5 separate regions of the Mus musculus genome follow, and regions 1, 2, 4 and 5 are each linked to region 3. A link is a contact called in public HiCAR-type and HiChIP or PLAC-seq data. All regions are on one chromosome and are shown on one strand. Each heading gives the region's core, a stretch centred on a gene start, on an enhancer-like site or on the middle of the called end of the contact. The rest is flanking DNA. Distances are from core to core; before and after follow the strand shown.

The links. HiCAR-type assays count read pairs that join an accessible place to other places. HiChIP or PLAC-seq counts read pairs in DNA pulled down with a chosen protein or histone mark.
Region 1: an H3K4me3 HiChIP or PLAC-seq map of forebrain shows a contact between it and region 3, with 4 times the contacts expected there. The contact joins the enhancer-like site here to the promoter of Lemd2 in region 3. A contact is called at or near these places in 8 of 39 promoter capture datasets (the 3T3-L1 cell line, 3T3-L1-derived adipocytes, the SN4741 cell line and 4 more), 1 of 484 Hi-C or Micro-C datasets (embryonic fibroblasts), 9 of 115 datasets of contacts at active chromatin or transcription factors (bone marrow-derived macrophages, craniofacial prominence, embryonic basal ganglia and 6 more) and 2 of 9 other capture datasets (adipose tissue and liver).
Region 2: a FOXA1 HiChIP or PLAC-seq map of pancreatic cancer cells shows a contact between it and region 3. The contact joins the promoter of Pacsin1 here to the promoter of Lemd2 in region 3. A contact is called at or near these places in 3 of 39 promoter capture datasets (liver, pre-B cells and stem cell-derived epiblast-like cells), 3 of 484 Hi-C or Micro-C datasets (CD4 T cells, the HL-1 cell line and cerebral cortex), 2 of 115 datasets of contacts at active chromatin or transcription factors (acute myeloid leukemia and pancreatic cancer cells) and 1 of 9 other capture datasets (liver).
Region 4: an H3K4me3 HiChIP or PLAC-seq map of embryonic forebrain shows a contact between it and region 3, with 7 times the contacts expected there. The contact joins the enhancer-like site here to the promoter of Lemd2 in region 3. A contact is called at or near these places in 4 of 39 promoter capture datasets (cranial neural crest, macrophages, neural stem cells and 1 more), 8 of 484 Hi-C or Micro-C datasets (the G1E-ER4 cell line, the Patski cell line, bone marrow-derived macrophages and 5 more), 23 of 115 datasets of contacts at active chromatin or transcription factors (T-cell acute lymphoblastic leukemia, VIP interneurons, bone marrow-derived macrophages and 13 more) and 4 of 9 other capture datasets (adipose tissue, liver, macrophages and 1 more).
Region 5: a contact with region 3 is called in a HiCAR-type map of astrocytes, with 2.1 times the contacts expected there. The contact joins the enhancer-like site here to the promoter of Lemd2 in region 3. A contact is called at or near these places in 4 of 39 promoter capture datasets (the C10 cell line, erythroid cells, liver and 1 more), 1 of 15 datasets of contacts at CTCF or cohesin (the NIH/3T3 cell line), 4 of 115 datasets of contacts at active chromatin or transcription factors (astrocytes, bone marrow-derived macrophages, embryonic forebrain and 1 more) and 2 of 9 other capture datasets (adipose tissue and liver).

What each region holds. Positions count from the first base shown.
Region 1 is chr17:27,479,537-27,482,236 of GRCm38.p6, reverse strand. The region is part of intron 2 of Grm4 (glutamate receptor, metabotropic 4); the gene reads left to right. Among named protein-coding and RNA genes, the nearest start is that of Grm4, 33 kb to the left of the region's middle. Within about 2 kb of position 1,421, at least 46 of the 459 cell types and tissues checked have an H3K27ac peak or open chromatin away from gene starts, as enhancers often do. A contact at or near this core is called in forebrain and hippocampal neurons, where this site is marked.
Region 2 is chr17:27,654,199-27,656,898 of GRCm38.p6, reverse strand. Pacsin1 (protein kinase C and casein kinase substrate in neurons 1) reads right to left here and starts at 1,308. Exons shown (of 10, transcript NM_011861.3): 1 at 1,140-1,308.
Region 3 is chr17:27,203,014-27,205,713 of GRCm38.p6, reverse strand. It overlaps Lemd2 (LEM domain containing 2), which reads left to right and starts at 1,276. Exons shown (of 9, transcript NM_146075.2): 1 at 1,276-2,055. The coding sequence starts at 1,296. Gm34736 (a long non-coding RNA gene) reads right to left here and starts at 845. Exons shown (of 4, transcript XR_385492.4): 1 at 547-845.
Region 4 is chr17:27,499,650-27,502,349 of GRCm38.p6, reverse strand. The region is part of intron 2 of Grm4 (glutamate receptor, metabotropic 4); the gene reads left to right. Among named protein-coding and RNA genes, the nearest start is that of Grm4, 12 kb to the left of the region's middle. Within about 2 kb of position 1,354, at least 15 of the 459 cell types and tissues checked have an H3K27ac peak or open chromatin away from gene starts, as enhancers often do. A contact at or near this core is called in embryonic forebrain and neural progenitor cells, where this site is marked.
Region 5 is chr17:27,573,885-27,576,584 of GRCm38.p6, reverse strand. No RefSeq gene overlaps it. Among named protein-coding and RNA genes, the nearest start is that of AI413582, 9.5 kb to the right of the region's middle. Within about 2 kb of position 1,409, at least 48 of the 459 cell types and tissues checked have an H3K27ac peak or open chromatin away from gene starts, as enhancers often do. A contact at or near this core is called in astrocytes, where this site is marked.

The sequences.
Region 1 (2,700 bases), core at 172-2,671, 280 kb before region 3:
GGAGTGTTGATGGTGTGACTTTTATCGTCTCATGTGTTCAATGATGTTAAAACATCCCATTATATCATCTTATATTAATATGGTGCAGTCCATCACACACACACACACACACACACACACACACACACACACACAGTCTGATGGAACAGTGGTGGACAGCAGAGTGGCTCATTTCCTTGAAGGCTAGCCACGCCCCCACCACTTGTGCTCGGCAGCTAAGAGGACCTTAGGGCACCTGCATAATAATAACCGCTTTGGGCATTGAAGATCCTCCTGGCCCTGCCCTAACTCCTGAAGCTCCTGGAGGGTCATCAGGTTTGGGACAGGTTTTCATGAGATCCTGCTTGCTGTAGAGCCCCCTCCCTCTGTTCTTGATGAGAGCCAGGCAGCTCATTAAATTCTCACTAAACGGGAGGTGCAGGTGGAAAGTTGACTGCTCAGGGGTGCAGGGCACGGGGTGGGGTGGGAGGTGGGGGTGTGGGGGTGGGGAAGCAGCAAGAGCAATCCTGACCCTTATTTACACTGTCTCCTGGGCCCAGACACCGGGTGGGTGAGGGGCTGGGGGCTGTGGGTTGAGAACACTCAGGCAAAGCCCTCAGACATGGGTTCAAATCCTGCCTTACAATTTGCTGTTTGAACTCTGGATCTGTTTCCTCATCTGAAAAAGAGAGTTAACAGTGGTGCTGTTGTGTGTGAGGACTGACAAGATGGTCTGTGTGTGTGTGTGTGTGTGTGTGTGTGTGTGTGTGTGTAGCACAGAGTTGATTCTTAGTGTGTCACAAATGCTGAGATGAGTCACCACGAACACCCTCCGTTGCTCACCTGTTGACAGGGCTGCCGGGCCTGATGTGTACGGGCCCCCCTCCATGCTTTCCTGTTATCTTTCCTGTTTAGCTCCTAGCTCAGGCCCTGGGGTCCTGAGGCCACCTGGGCTGGTCTAGTATGACCTGGTGACCTGGATAAGCCCTTCCATGTCTCTAACCTGGGCAAAGCCTTCTTTCTTTAGTTTATGGGGATTGAAGCAAGAGAGCAGAGAGGTCCCACATTTGGCCATCCACACCCTGGACAGGATAATGGCTTTAGGCACCTAGGTCCTCTGCCTCTTTCCCCAGCTTCCTTCCTACCCATCCTCTTGGATGCCCCTCACCATGGCCTCACTACGACTTCGACAAAGACTCAATTCTCATCACAATGCCCACTTTGCAGACAAAGAGACTGAGGCTCTATTACCTGCATCTCATCTCTGGGAGCTTGGTTCTAGCTCTCCTTGTAGCGAGCACAAGGGCTGTCTGTGGTCCTGGGTGTGCGAGCTTGGCTCCGGCCCTCCCCTCCAGGCCTCAGCCGCCACCCACCTCCCCTAAGATTGACACGGACGAGGGGCACAGTCAGCGAGCAAACCTGCTACCCTGAGTGTAGTTGATTGATCTACATTTTGCTTATGAAGTAGGGCAAGTGCTGATTTGAGGATCTTGTTTGCTCTCGGCCCAGGGCTGGCGCCCGCCCGCCAGCTCGAACAGCCTTATCTGTCTTCAAGCCCTTCCTCCAACGCACTGGTGCGGCTCTTTTGTCAGCCGATGCCAGGAAAGCTGGGCTCTCTCCTCCCTCCGCACCCCATCCTCCACACCCCATTCTTCTCCAGCTCCCAAGCCTCACAGTAGGGGTGTGTGCTGGGTTCCTATGAAAATATGCACCGCTTAAAAGGGCAAGCAGGGACTGAGCACGCGCCTTCCAGGGGCATATCTGCCCAGGGCCCGTTGCGGTGCTGCCGATTCCATCCAGGAAAACAATTCAGAACAGGAAATTAATCCAAGCGCAAGTTTCCTGTATTGATAGGAGGCTGAGCAGCCAGAGTGGAGGCAGGAGTGTTAGACAGAGTGTCACCGTGGGATCAGAGAAACAAAGGTCTGGCAGAGCCCTGCAGGCCAGAGGCATCATGGGAGGTGGGGGAGTCAGTATTGCCCTTTTGTGGGTATTATCATAGGTGGCCCATTTACTGCCCTGGCTGGGTACCGGGCAGAGTGAGGCCTCCCTGGCAGGCTGCCTATGCTGTAAATGAGGGCGAATAGGGCAGATCATGTGCACTGCTGTGCGGAGGATATCCTGCAGCAGGGAGGACCACTGCGAGGTCCTGAGGTACGATGTGCCCACAGGACCCAAGGTATGGAGGGAGGCTGGCATGACAGGAGCTGCTGGGGGCCAAGGTGGTGTGGGAAGAGATGGGGTCAGAGGTCATGCACGTGAGAATACTCCAAATTAATTATTCTGATGGACTGCCTTGCTGTGAGCTGCAAGGGAGATATGGCCTGATACCCACGATGTGAGCACCCAGATCCCAGACAGGGTGTCTCTGTGTAGCCCAGGCTTTCCGGGAACTCACTACGTAGACCAGGCTGGACTCACAGAAACCCACCTCTCTCTGCCTCCCAAGTGCTAGGATTAAAGTTGTGTCAATGGCGTGGACTCTTGCCCAGTCATTCCCTCAGTGTGTTGCTGTGGTGGTTTGAATGTGAACGGTTTCCCAAGGGCTCATGGATTTGAATACTTGGTTTGAGAATACTTGAAAACTGTTTGAGAAGGATTAGGAGGTGTGACCCCCCCCCCCCCGTCCCTTCCTTCTCCCACTTGCTCTGCTCTGATCACTCTGGCCCCACTCGTAGGTGTGGTCTTCTTGGAGGATGCTTTCTACTGGAGGTGGGCTTT
Region 2 (2,700 bases), core at 59-2,558, 450 kb before region 3:
TTGTTCGTTTGTTCATAGTGAAAACATTTCTTCAGTGAGGAGCCCTTCTCAGACACTGACAATGTCAGAGACAAGTCAGATTCTTAGCCTGAAGGCCCTTTGGTCTAGAGGGGGACAGGCCAGACATAAGTAACCTCCGGGTTGACAGGGTTCAAGAACATGGGGCCAGAGGTGACCTCTCCCCTGGGGAGTCAGGAAGCTGCTTAGAAAGAGTGATCTGAGTAACGGGCAAACATCTGATAAGAAAACCAGGCTGCGGGCAGAGCTTCCCAGACCACTGGCAATCTGCACCCCAGCTGTGCTGGGGCCCCTGACAATGGGCTATTTCTGGTTGTGCCTAGAAAAAGAAGGTGCCTCATGTTTAAGTTCCCCCAGGCTGCAGAGCTGTGCTTGGGGGAGGTGGGGGTGGGGGCAAGGCTGGAACTTAAAAATCGGGGGTTTGAAGCTGAGTCTAGCCAAGCTCTGGGGTTTGCCACTGTGTCGCAGACACATTAATGACCCTTTAACCTTTCCACAGCCTCCTCAAAGGTGAACACAACCGGGAGAGCGCCCCAACCGTGACCAAATGGGCTGAGGTTGGTGGAGGGAGAAGGCGGTGTGGCTGGCGCAGAGAGGATTCTGCAGCATCTGCGGGGGCCCTCAGCATCGCCACCTCCTCTTTCCTTCCACCTCCCACCCCCAGCTGGTGGGGGGAGGGGTCGGAAGCAAAGAAGGAAGTACCTGTAATCTAAACCAGACATCGCCGCCTGTGCTTCTCCCCAGCCCACTCTGATCCAGAAATAACATACGCACCAAGCTGGCATCGGCCCACCCATCCCAGCTGGCCCCAGAAAAACATACAACACCGGGGGGGGGGGGCAGCCCCAGCTTCCCAACGATCATGCTTCTTCCCCTTTCCCCAGGGTAAAGGCCTCCCCCTTAGCATCCTCAAGGGGTCATTCTGGCACTGGCTGGGTCAAGCCAAGAGCATCCGGGGGCGCGCGCCTACCTCTCCCCAGATACCTGCCCTCGGCTGTATTCAACGCCATCATATACTGAGCATCTGCATCACGCACTGAAGCCCTGGACTCCCCGAACCCCCAACACTACCCCACCCCCACCCCCAAACCCGCGCTCTCTCCACGCTCTAGAGCCCCTACCTGGGCGCCGGAGCACCGGACACCATCAGCGGGGCGGGTGGCAAAGCGGGCGGCGGCGGCGGCCCAGCCTCAAGCCCGGCCGGCTTCCCGGGGGAGGAGGAGGAAAAGGAGGAGGAGAAGGCTGGCGCGACCGCCGCGCGTCTCTCTGGGGCTGCGGGAAGGAGGAAGGTCAGAGACTCCGCCGAGCGCAGCGCCGCGCGGGGGCGGAGGCGGCGCGGATTAGAGCGGCTTCTCCGTGAGCCAATGGCGACGCGGTGGCTGCGCAGGTGGCAGCACCGCGGTACCCGGAGGCCGCGCCCGCCCGGCCGCCTGCTCCCCAGCTCGGTGTGTTTGATTCCTGCGCGCTCCTAATACCTGCTTCTCATGCGGGGGTTCACGCATGATAGGGGTTTGCTGTATAACCCTGGTGTGATGACCCCCTCCCTATCCGTGTGTGTCGGGTTCATGGAGAACAGGATACTTAAGATTGGCCAAATAGTAAGGATGCTCTCCTCTGCCCTATCCCACGGCCCACTCCCACACTCAGCTCTGCCAAGAAGGCCTGTGTGGATCCTCAGGCCAGTTCACCTCAGCTGGCTGTCAGCAAAGCTAGCTGGAGGCCTTTTTGGAGGTTCTCTGGGACTTGGGGATCCAAACGGTGACACACAGCTGCTGCCTTGTATTCTAACTGCTTCCAGGAGCCGGACTGTTGCCCCAGGGAGTGGGGCCTGACTCAGAAGAGCAGAGGATTCATTCAATGTGTCCAGAGTGTGACACAAACCAGAGAAGGAAGACCAGGAGGCGAAAACTGCCCACCTCTGCCCCTCCCTACCTTGAGAGACCTGGATGTTCACAGGGTTCGAAGAAGGAAGTCTTCCTGAACCCCTGGTGGTGAGGCTAACCGTGAGCTCTGAAGTTCACCAGTTCAGGAGCCCAGAGGAATGCCTGCATACAGTGTTCGTTCATTTGCTAAGAATTCCATGGACAGTTTCAAGCTATATTGTTGTTTTGTTTTTAAGATTTATTTATTTGTATAAGTACACTGTAGCTGTCTTCAGATACACCAGAAGAAGGCATCAGATCCCGTTATAGGTGCATGATGGTTGTGAGCCATCATGTGGTTGCTGGGATTTGAACTCAGGACCTTCGGAAGAGCAGTCAGTGCTCTTAACCGCTGAGCCATCTTTCTAGTCCTCAAGCTATATTATTAGAGCATAGAAGAAGACATCACTAAGACATCACCAGGCAGCATCTCATCTAGGGTAGGACCAGACAGTCAAGTATTATTAGTCAGGGAACCGAGGGATAGAATGGATGACTCTTACTTTACGAAGGGGCTTATCAGATCGGCTTAAACAATACAAGCGTCTGCATGCAGGACAGGCTGAGAATCCCGAAGCTGTCCCAGGACACCGGGTTCCTCAGGAGTCCCAGTGTGGCACTGAATGCATGGAGGATTCCTGAAGAGGCCCCGGAGTCATCAGAGGCCTTCAGGGGACTTTGGAAGGTTGAAACGTGGGGTTCTGGTTGCAGCGGCCGCAGCAGCAGCAGAGCAGATGCATTCACCAGCATGAAGCCAAGG
Region 3 (2,700 bases), core at 27-2,526:
TGCCAGGAAAAGGGAGGTGATGGGTGAAGGATGTGGAAGGAACAGCAAGGGGAGAGGGTGAGGCCATGAACTGTGTTTGTTAGATGGTGGGGGGACGGGTAAGGGTAACCACATCACTGCCCCCACCCCCTCAAGGCTCCCAACTCCAACACTGCACAGATTTGTCTAAGGGAGGAGTGCGCTCCAGGCCCTGTCCTGAAGGTCTCTTCTAATCCTTATAGCAGCCCTCTAGGGAGTTATGGGAAGCTGGCTAGAAATGTTAATTGGAAATTACCACACACTAAATGGTTGCAGATTGGAGATCAAACTGCAAGACTCTGCAGATCATCCCCTAAACCGTAAGACACGGGTCTCCCGATCCCATCACCCAAGAGAATTCCAACATTTACGGGAACCTAGGGCATAGGTATTTGCCCCTAAGAGTTCAGAGTATAGGGATCCACCTATGAGGACATTTTGGGTCACCCGTGGCCACAGAGGATCAATCTGTCTCAGAGTTGCACCTTAAAAAAATATATTTATTTTATGTGCGAGTGTTTTACCCACTTGTATGTGCACCAGGTTCATACCATGCCAGCAGAGACCGGAAGAGAAAGATACCAGATCTTCTGGAATTGGAATTGTCCATGACGTGACCAGCCACTGATGTCCAAACCCTAGCTCCTCTGTAAGTGTTGTTACGCCCAGAGTCTTCTATCTCTCCAGTCCCAAGGGTGCACACTCCTGAAGTTTCAGTGTCGACCAAGTGCATGCCTGAAGCTGGCCTGAAGCAGCAGTCAAGATAAGGTCTTGGAGAGCATGCCGGGCGGTTACTCCACCACCCAAATCCGACACACAGCCTCGACGCCCATCCGGAGACTGGCAAGTGGGCCGGATCTCTATTAATGGCGGTGGTTTTCTTACACCATTGAGCTCATCCATTAAGTAAATCAACATTCCATTGAACGTTTACCACGTGCTAACGCTGCGTTAGGATAAACACTGCTAGGTCTGACAGATAAAGATAAGCTAGAGGGCGGGGGGAAGAGATGAAAGCACCTGCACACACAAGTAAAACAAAACAAAACAGTAACCAAACCAACCCTTTGACCTCACCAACATGGCGGCGCCAGGCCGACACAGACGCCTTTCATCATGGCGGACATAGCCTCCATGCGCCGCCCTTCCCAATATGGCGTCCGTGGTCGCCCTTCCCATCATGGCGCGCGGCCCCGCCCGCTCCGCCGCGGCTGCCGGCGGGAGCAGTTCCGGGTGCGGTGCGCGCCGGGGGCGGGCGAGGGGGCGGTGTCCTGGCCATGGCCGGCCTGTCGGACCTGGAGTTGCGGCGAGAGCTGCAGGCCCTGGGCTTCCAGCCAGGCCCCATCACCGACACCACGCGGAACGTCTACCGCAACAAGCTGCGCCGCCTGCGGGGCGAGGCCCGGCTGCGCGACGACGAGCGGCTGCGGGAGGACGCCGGGCCGCGGGAGGACGCCGGGCCGCGGGGCCCCGAGCGGCAGCGGGAGGAGGCCCGGCTACGCGAGGAAGCGCCGCTGCGCGCGCGGCCCGCCGCCAGCGTCCTGCGCTCGGAGCCCTGGCCGCTGTCGCCTTCCCCGCCGGCGCCTAGCGCGGCCTCCGACGCCTCGGGGCCGTACGGCAACTTCGGGGCCTCCGCCTCTCCCTGGGCCGCGAGCCGCGGCCTCTCCTACCCGCCCCACGCCGGGCCCGGGCCGCTGCGACGCCGCGCCTCGGTCCGGGGCAGCTCGGAGGATGACGAGGATACACGAACGCCGGACAGGCACGCCCCGGGCCGGGGCCGCCACTGGTGGGCCCCGCCGTCGGCCTCTGCGCGGCCGCACTCGGCGCTCCTCGGCGCCGACGCTCGCCCCGGCCTGAAGGGCTCGCGCACCGGCTCGGCGGGCGCCGGGCGGACCCGACCCGAGGTGGGCCGGTGGCTGGAGCGCTGCCTGTCTCGGCTCCTGCTCTGGGCCAGCCTGGGGCTGCTGCTCGGCTTCTTGGCCATCCTGTGGGTGAAGATGGGCAAGCCCTCGGCGCCGCAGGAGGCGGAGGACAACAGTACGTCCCGGGCCGGCGCAGGGGAGGGCCCGGGGCACGGGGTTCGCCCACCCAGACCGGCTTGTGAGCCGCGACCGACTGCAGACCCTCACTTTCTGCCTCCACTTTCTGCTCTTTTCTGTTTCCCCGTCTTTCTAGAGTCTCCCTTTCAGCCACAGCCAGGTCCTTCCAAGGGAAAGCCACACGCACACTCTTGACAGTCAGCCCACCCCTGCCCCTCTTGTCTTCCCTGCCTTCGGGGAATGCCTGCCGTGGTCTCAGCTTTGTAGCAGCAAAACTGGCACCACCGGGCCTTCATTTGTCAAAAGGAGTCTGACCCTGCCTGTGGCTCAGGTGTGGGAGAGTTGTTCTAAGCCGAAGCTGGTACCACAGGGGTGCATGTGAGGCACAGCCTCCCCCCCCCCCCCCCGCAGGCTGTGTTGGGAGAGAGCCTGTGAGTCAGGCGACTTCCTAGACGTCTTTGCCCACACTCAGTTACGTGACTCCGCACCCCTTGAGGGGTGCAAGAGAGCGAGCCTCCCGAATAGCTGAGGACTGATGTCTTTTTTTTTTTTTTTTTTTTTTTTTTTGCCTATTACTCAAAAGAAGAAACGCGGCTTTATTTTCTTTATTTTCATGAAAATCTCCCCCTCTGGTATAAGGGGT
Region 4 (2,700 bases), core at 105-2,604, 300 kb before region 3:
CAGACAGACAAAATATAGGATGGAAACCACGGTGTTACAGATTGCCGGGGAGAAAAAGCAAGACTTTTGTTTTGACATTGTTTTCAAATAATTGCAATTCCCAAGAAAGACGCGTTTTCTCCTGGTTAGTCGAGGAAGCCCCTGGTGGCCCTGGCAGCCCGCCCTCGGGTTCGGGCTGGAGAGGAGTGTCCTGGTTTTCAGATGGGGGCGGGGTTGTGGGTCAGGAGGACGAAGAGAGAAGGGGGTTCAACTAGACTCCAGGCCTCCCTCCCTGGTTTTCTCCCCTATGCCCTCTGCCCTCCTCCTCCTCTACATCTTCCTCCTCTCCCTCCCTAGCCCCTCCCTGCCCCCTCCACCACCTCCCTTTCTTCTCTTCCCGGGGCAAGAGCTGCTGATTTGCAATTCAATTGGAGCCAAGTGCTTGCTAAGCTGCTAAAACAACTGAAAGCTACTAGGGAGAGGGGAAGAAAAAAAAACCGTTACAAGCATTTTACCAATAATTATGCAGCAGCTGCCCCCACCCCCAAGCCTTCCTCTTTTGCTCTGTACGTGGTCTGAGGGGGGGGGGTAGGGGGGAAGGAGTGGGAGGGAGCAGAAGGGATCTGAAGAGGCCTCAGGTTCCCTCCTTCCCTCTGACTCTGACCTGTGTGTGTGTGTGTGTGTGTGTGTGTGTGTGTGTGTGTGTGTGCCCTTGTTGTGGTCTCCAGAGCTTGCTGAGGTCTGGAAGAGGCTGTCTGAGCCGAGCCACTAGGGGTAGGAGGAGAGGAACGGATCCCTCTCACCTGGAGCTCATTTGTCTAACTCCGAGGATGCATCAGAACTGGGGGTGGGGTGGTGTGGTGTGGTGTGTGTGCCTCTGAGGAGGGGATGAAAAAGAGAAAGGTCCCTGTCTGACGAGGTAGAAGTGAGCCGTGGTGAGTCTCAGGTAACCCCCACTGCAAAGTGTCTGCGGCCTGCCAGCATCTGTGGCCATTTATAAGTGTGTGCACACATGTGTGTGTGTGTGTGTATGTGCACGCGCGCGCCTGTGTGCACACACACATGTGCTCCTGCTGTGGCCCCGGCGATGGCCGACTCCTGAGCTTGACTTGATTTGGGTGTAGGAGCAGCAGGGACCTCTGAGGAGAAGCTGCCTCTACAGTGGACATTTCAAGGGGTCTCTGGGGGCCCCCCAGTGATCCTGATCTTCTCGTGGGCTCTCAGAGTGCTGCACTGGAATGAGCAGCCTGGTTGGGTCCACCCATGGAGAGGAGGGGACAATGGGAAAACCAGGGCTGGCTGTCCCAGGCCTTGCTTCAGAGATGGTTGGGACTGCTGAGTCACCCAGGCCCTGCCAGGCCTGGGAGGGAGGCAGCCTGGGCCACTCCAGTGTGCTCCCAGTGACGTTGGCCCAGCCTCTAGATCATGGTGAGCAAGCCTTGCATGGTGTCAGACTCTGCTCCTAACACTCTAGAATGCAGGGGCTTCCCGGCATCTACTTCATATTGGGGAGAACCCCGGTGATGGGGGTGTCACTGGCCCCCTGGCATTCTGAGTGTTGAGCCCACAGAATGGCCTGTCTCGATGTTAGACTTCAAAGCATACTCACAAGAACGTGTATATCTGGGGACAAGGGGCTCAAGTCCCTGAGATGGAGTGGCTAGGATTTTGGTGATATTTTACCCAAGGACAGACACAGTTGCCACAATAGGAGCCAGGGCTCAGGGGATCCTTTCCTTCTGTCCCTGTGTCCCTCTGTCCCTCTGCTGGATGTGAAGAGGCTCAGCTGCCGGGTCTGTGCCTCCTAGGACGGTAGGGATTGGTGTGTGTTGTGAGGCAGGCAGGCTACAGTGACTGATGGTCTGGAAAGATGGAGGGGTAGGGAGGGCAGAAAAGGCTGTGGTCTGTGTTCCTTGGGTCCCTTTTAGTGATATTAATGGTTCAAGCTGGGGACAAGGGACTTCTTCACTAATGAAACAGAGAGAGAGAGAGAGAGAGAGAGAGAGAGAGAGAAAGAGAGAGAGAGAGAGAATATGAGATGAGAGATTGGACCAGAAACTCAAAAGCCATTTATGGAGGCAAGAAGGTTAACTTGGAGAGGGCAGAAGGGGAGCTGGAGAGCCATGTCTGGAGTGTGGGGTGGGGGTGCCCCCCCCCCCCCCCCGCCCAGGTCTGCCTCCCAGCCCTGATGGAGACTAATTCTTGGCAGGGGGACTGGGATCTGCTGTTGTGATTTCTGCTTTCCTTCCCTCTGAGGGGATTACAGGGGTACCGCCCCCCTGGAGAGTGCTTTTGGGGTGCAGTTGGGGCTAGAGCTGTGTGCTATAGCTGTCAGGTCTCCTGGCTTCTTCTAGGAGGAATTTCGAGCTCACACAATCACACAATGAGCAAAGTGGATGGAAACCCAGGCCATCTTTGGGGAGCAGATGCCAGGCTCTGGGGATTCATCACAATTCTATTGCCTTAGTCTGGCCTGTCCTGGCAAGAGAGGGAGTAAGAGTGTGTGGAGCACACCTGCTGAGGGTCTAGAGTCGCTGAGGAGAGAGGAGGATGTGGCTGTGCCAGCCATGGGGCAATGACAGCGCTGGGCACCTCAGGCCTGAGGTTTAATCCTGGTCCCTCCAGAGTCATTACCAGCCCACTTACTGTATCAGGCAATGACAACCCTGTGGGAATGGGCCAGTAGGATCTTCTGAGAGCAGATGTTGTGGGTGGTCCTGA
Region 5 (2,700 bases), core at 160-2,659, 370 kb before region 3:
GAGGCTTCGCACGAGCCCACAAGCTTCTTGCCCGACTCGGGATGCCTCTTCCCCACAGTATAGGCTGGTGCGTCCGCCTGACCTCTATTCATTTGTGGCATTTGGGCCACACCTGAGTGAAGTCCAGTAGTCCTGTGGGTATGGCTATGTGACGGGAAGCTTAAGAGTCACTCCTGTCCCCAAAGTTCCCTGTACAATGGTTCGGGGCATGTTACCGAGCCTTAGAATTTGGCATATGCCCTAAGGACGAGAGCCCAGTGAGGAGACTATCCTCTCACTGGCCAGAGGGCCTCCACTAGGGAGGAGGAAGTCCTGGGGAGGGGCTCTCTAGAAGGTGACGTTATCATCGCCTTTCCCTTCCCTAGTGACCAGTTGTTTGCTCAATCCAGGTTTTTCGTCACTTACAAAGAACCAGTTGTGAGCCCTGACTCTTATCTCACTTCTTATTAGACAATGCTGGAGAGAACCTTTATTCTGTTTATTGCAGTTTTTCTGTCCTGGAACTTGCTCTGTAGATGAACCAGGCTGGCCTCACCTGCGATTCACCTGCCTCCGACTCCCAAGCGCTGGGAATTAAAGACATGCGTGCACCACCCTGCCTGGCTTTAGAGAAGTCTTTCTAACTTCATAGGGAAAAGAATGAGGTGCCTCGGTCTGGTGGTTGGTTGGGCCTTCCAACTCCTGGCTGTGGGGTCAAGTGGATCCTCTTAGGACACCATTTTACCTTAGGCCACTAAGGAGAGACATCTCATGCTGGTTGCTCCTCGCCTGCCTACGGTTGAAGAGATTGGACTTTCTCAGGGGACGATGGGGCTATTTTGGAGAGCCAGGCCAAGCTTGGGAAAACCTTGCAGTGCAGATGGGACGAGGAGGCCTTTCTCAGAGAGCAAAAGGGAGGGGAGAATGGACTCGAGGCCCACAGCCGTCAGCTGACAGGCTAGGGTGTGCTGTGCAGTGTGGCACTGCAAACGACAGAATTAATTGGTTCGGTTTGTTGTAAACTAAACAGCCCGTGGAATGGTTCTGTGAGCCTTGGCTCCGGCTTTTATGGCCAGAACACTTGCAGCTGGTCATAATCAAAGGAAAGGTTGGTGTTTAAAAGTAAGATTGTAGCACAGATGGCTCCCATCGCTGAGGCCGGCTGGGCAGGAGCATCTTGAGTCTAGTTGCCTAGCTTGGAGGTCTTGCCTTCATCCCATGTGGGTATGGGGTCTGAGGGCCCTAGTTACAACCCTGCTCCCCTCTGTAGCAGAAAGGTTACAGTGGCTGGGGCTCACCTCATGGGAGCAAAGTAGCCTCTATGTTTATCTTTCCTGCCCCTTTAGACCTTTTAGCTAAGGCTAAATGGTCAAGTTTAGTCTGAGACAGAGACTCAGGCCAGGTACCTGGGGCTTCACATGGGACACAGAGATAACTGATAAGCCACACAGTCACCGAAGGAGACACATAAGTAATGCCAAGTGAGCTGGGAGTGGCCCCTGGAGGGAAGGAAGGGTTGTTGTGGCCCTTAAAGCTCCCCGCCTTCTCCCCCCCCCCCACTCCCCCACCCCTCCACCCTGGCTAGGAGAGGAACAGCCTTGCCTGTCACCCTGTCACTTCTTGGAAAGTCCATCGTTTCCTCTCACTCGCTCTTGCAGCCAGCCCAGCCTGGCCCCCTTCCCGGAGCCCTGCTGGGGAGGCCTTGGCAGTCCTCTCTGGCTCTGCAAGAAATGGAATCTGTCCTGAGAAAGCAGAAGGAAGCTGAGTTTTCCCCTTTGCCTTCCATGCAGTATCCTCGGGTTCTTCCACACCTTGTCCCTGGGCTGGGCTGGGTGTGGGGGACAGAGAAGAGTTCTGCACGTGGCACATGCCATCACTCGGCCCCACAAGTAGGAGTCTGGCAGAGCACTTCTCAACGGCCCCCTCTGCAAAAGCAAATGCTCACCCTTGTGAGTGATGCCCTTGCTCCGTGCTCCCCACCCTCCTCCTGCCAAGCTGGCTCCAGCGGTGCGGGAAGGACCAACCATAAAAAAATCAGTATTTGGAGCCGGGCGTGGTGGCGCACGCCTTTAATCCCAGCACTCGGGAGGCAGAGGCAGGCAGATTTCTGAGTTCAAGGCCAGCCTGGTCTACAAAGTGAGTTCCAGGACAGTCAGGGCTACACAGAGAAACCCTGTCTCGAAAAAAAAAAAAGGGGGGGGGGGGTTGTGCATGGGAGGGAGGAAGAAAGGGAAGAGAAAATGATGTAATCTCAAAAATAAATTGAAAAACAAGATGGGTTGTGAGGGAGACCCCAGTGCTGACATCGGGAGCACATGGGATCTGAACTTGGGAGCAGGGCATCTGATGTGACAAGCAGCCATCCCACGGTGGAGTCGGTCAGTACTATTCAGGGATTACCCTTCTGCCATGAGGCAGTGGTAGCTCCACCAGCGAGGTGACCTGAGCTGACCTTTATCATCACCCAGCTGATGTCAGCATCCGTTGGGCACACATATTCCCTTCTGCACAAGGTCCTCGGCAGAAGGTCTTCTGTCCTGGAAGCCTCTCTTCCACTCAGCGGGTCAGGAAACCAGACCAGTCTGTGCTAAGGGATGGGTGTGTTATCTGGTCACAGCAGGCTGTTTATTAAGGCTTTTATTCCCATCCACCCATAGCCCCTCTCCCTAGTCGACATGGCCTCACAGATATGGCTTCTACAGGCTCAGTCTTCAAGAGCAG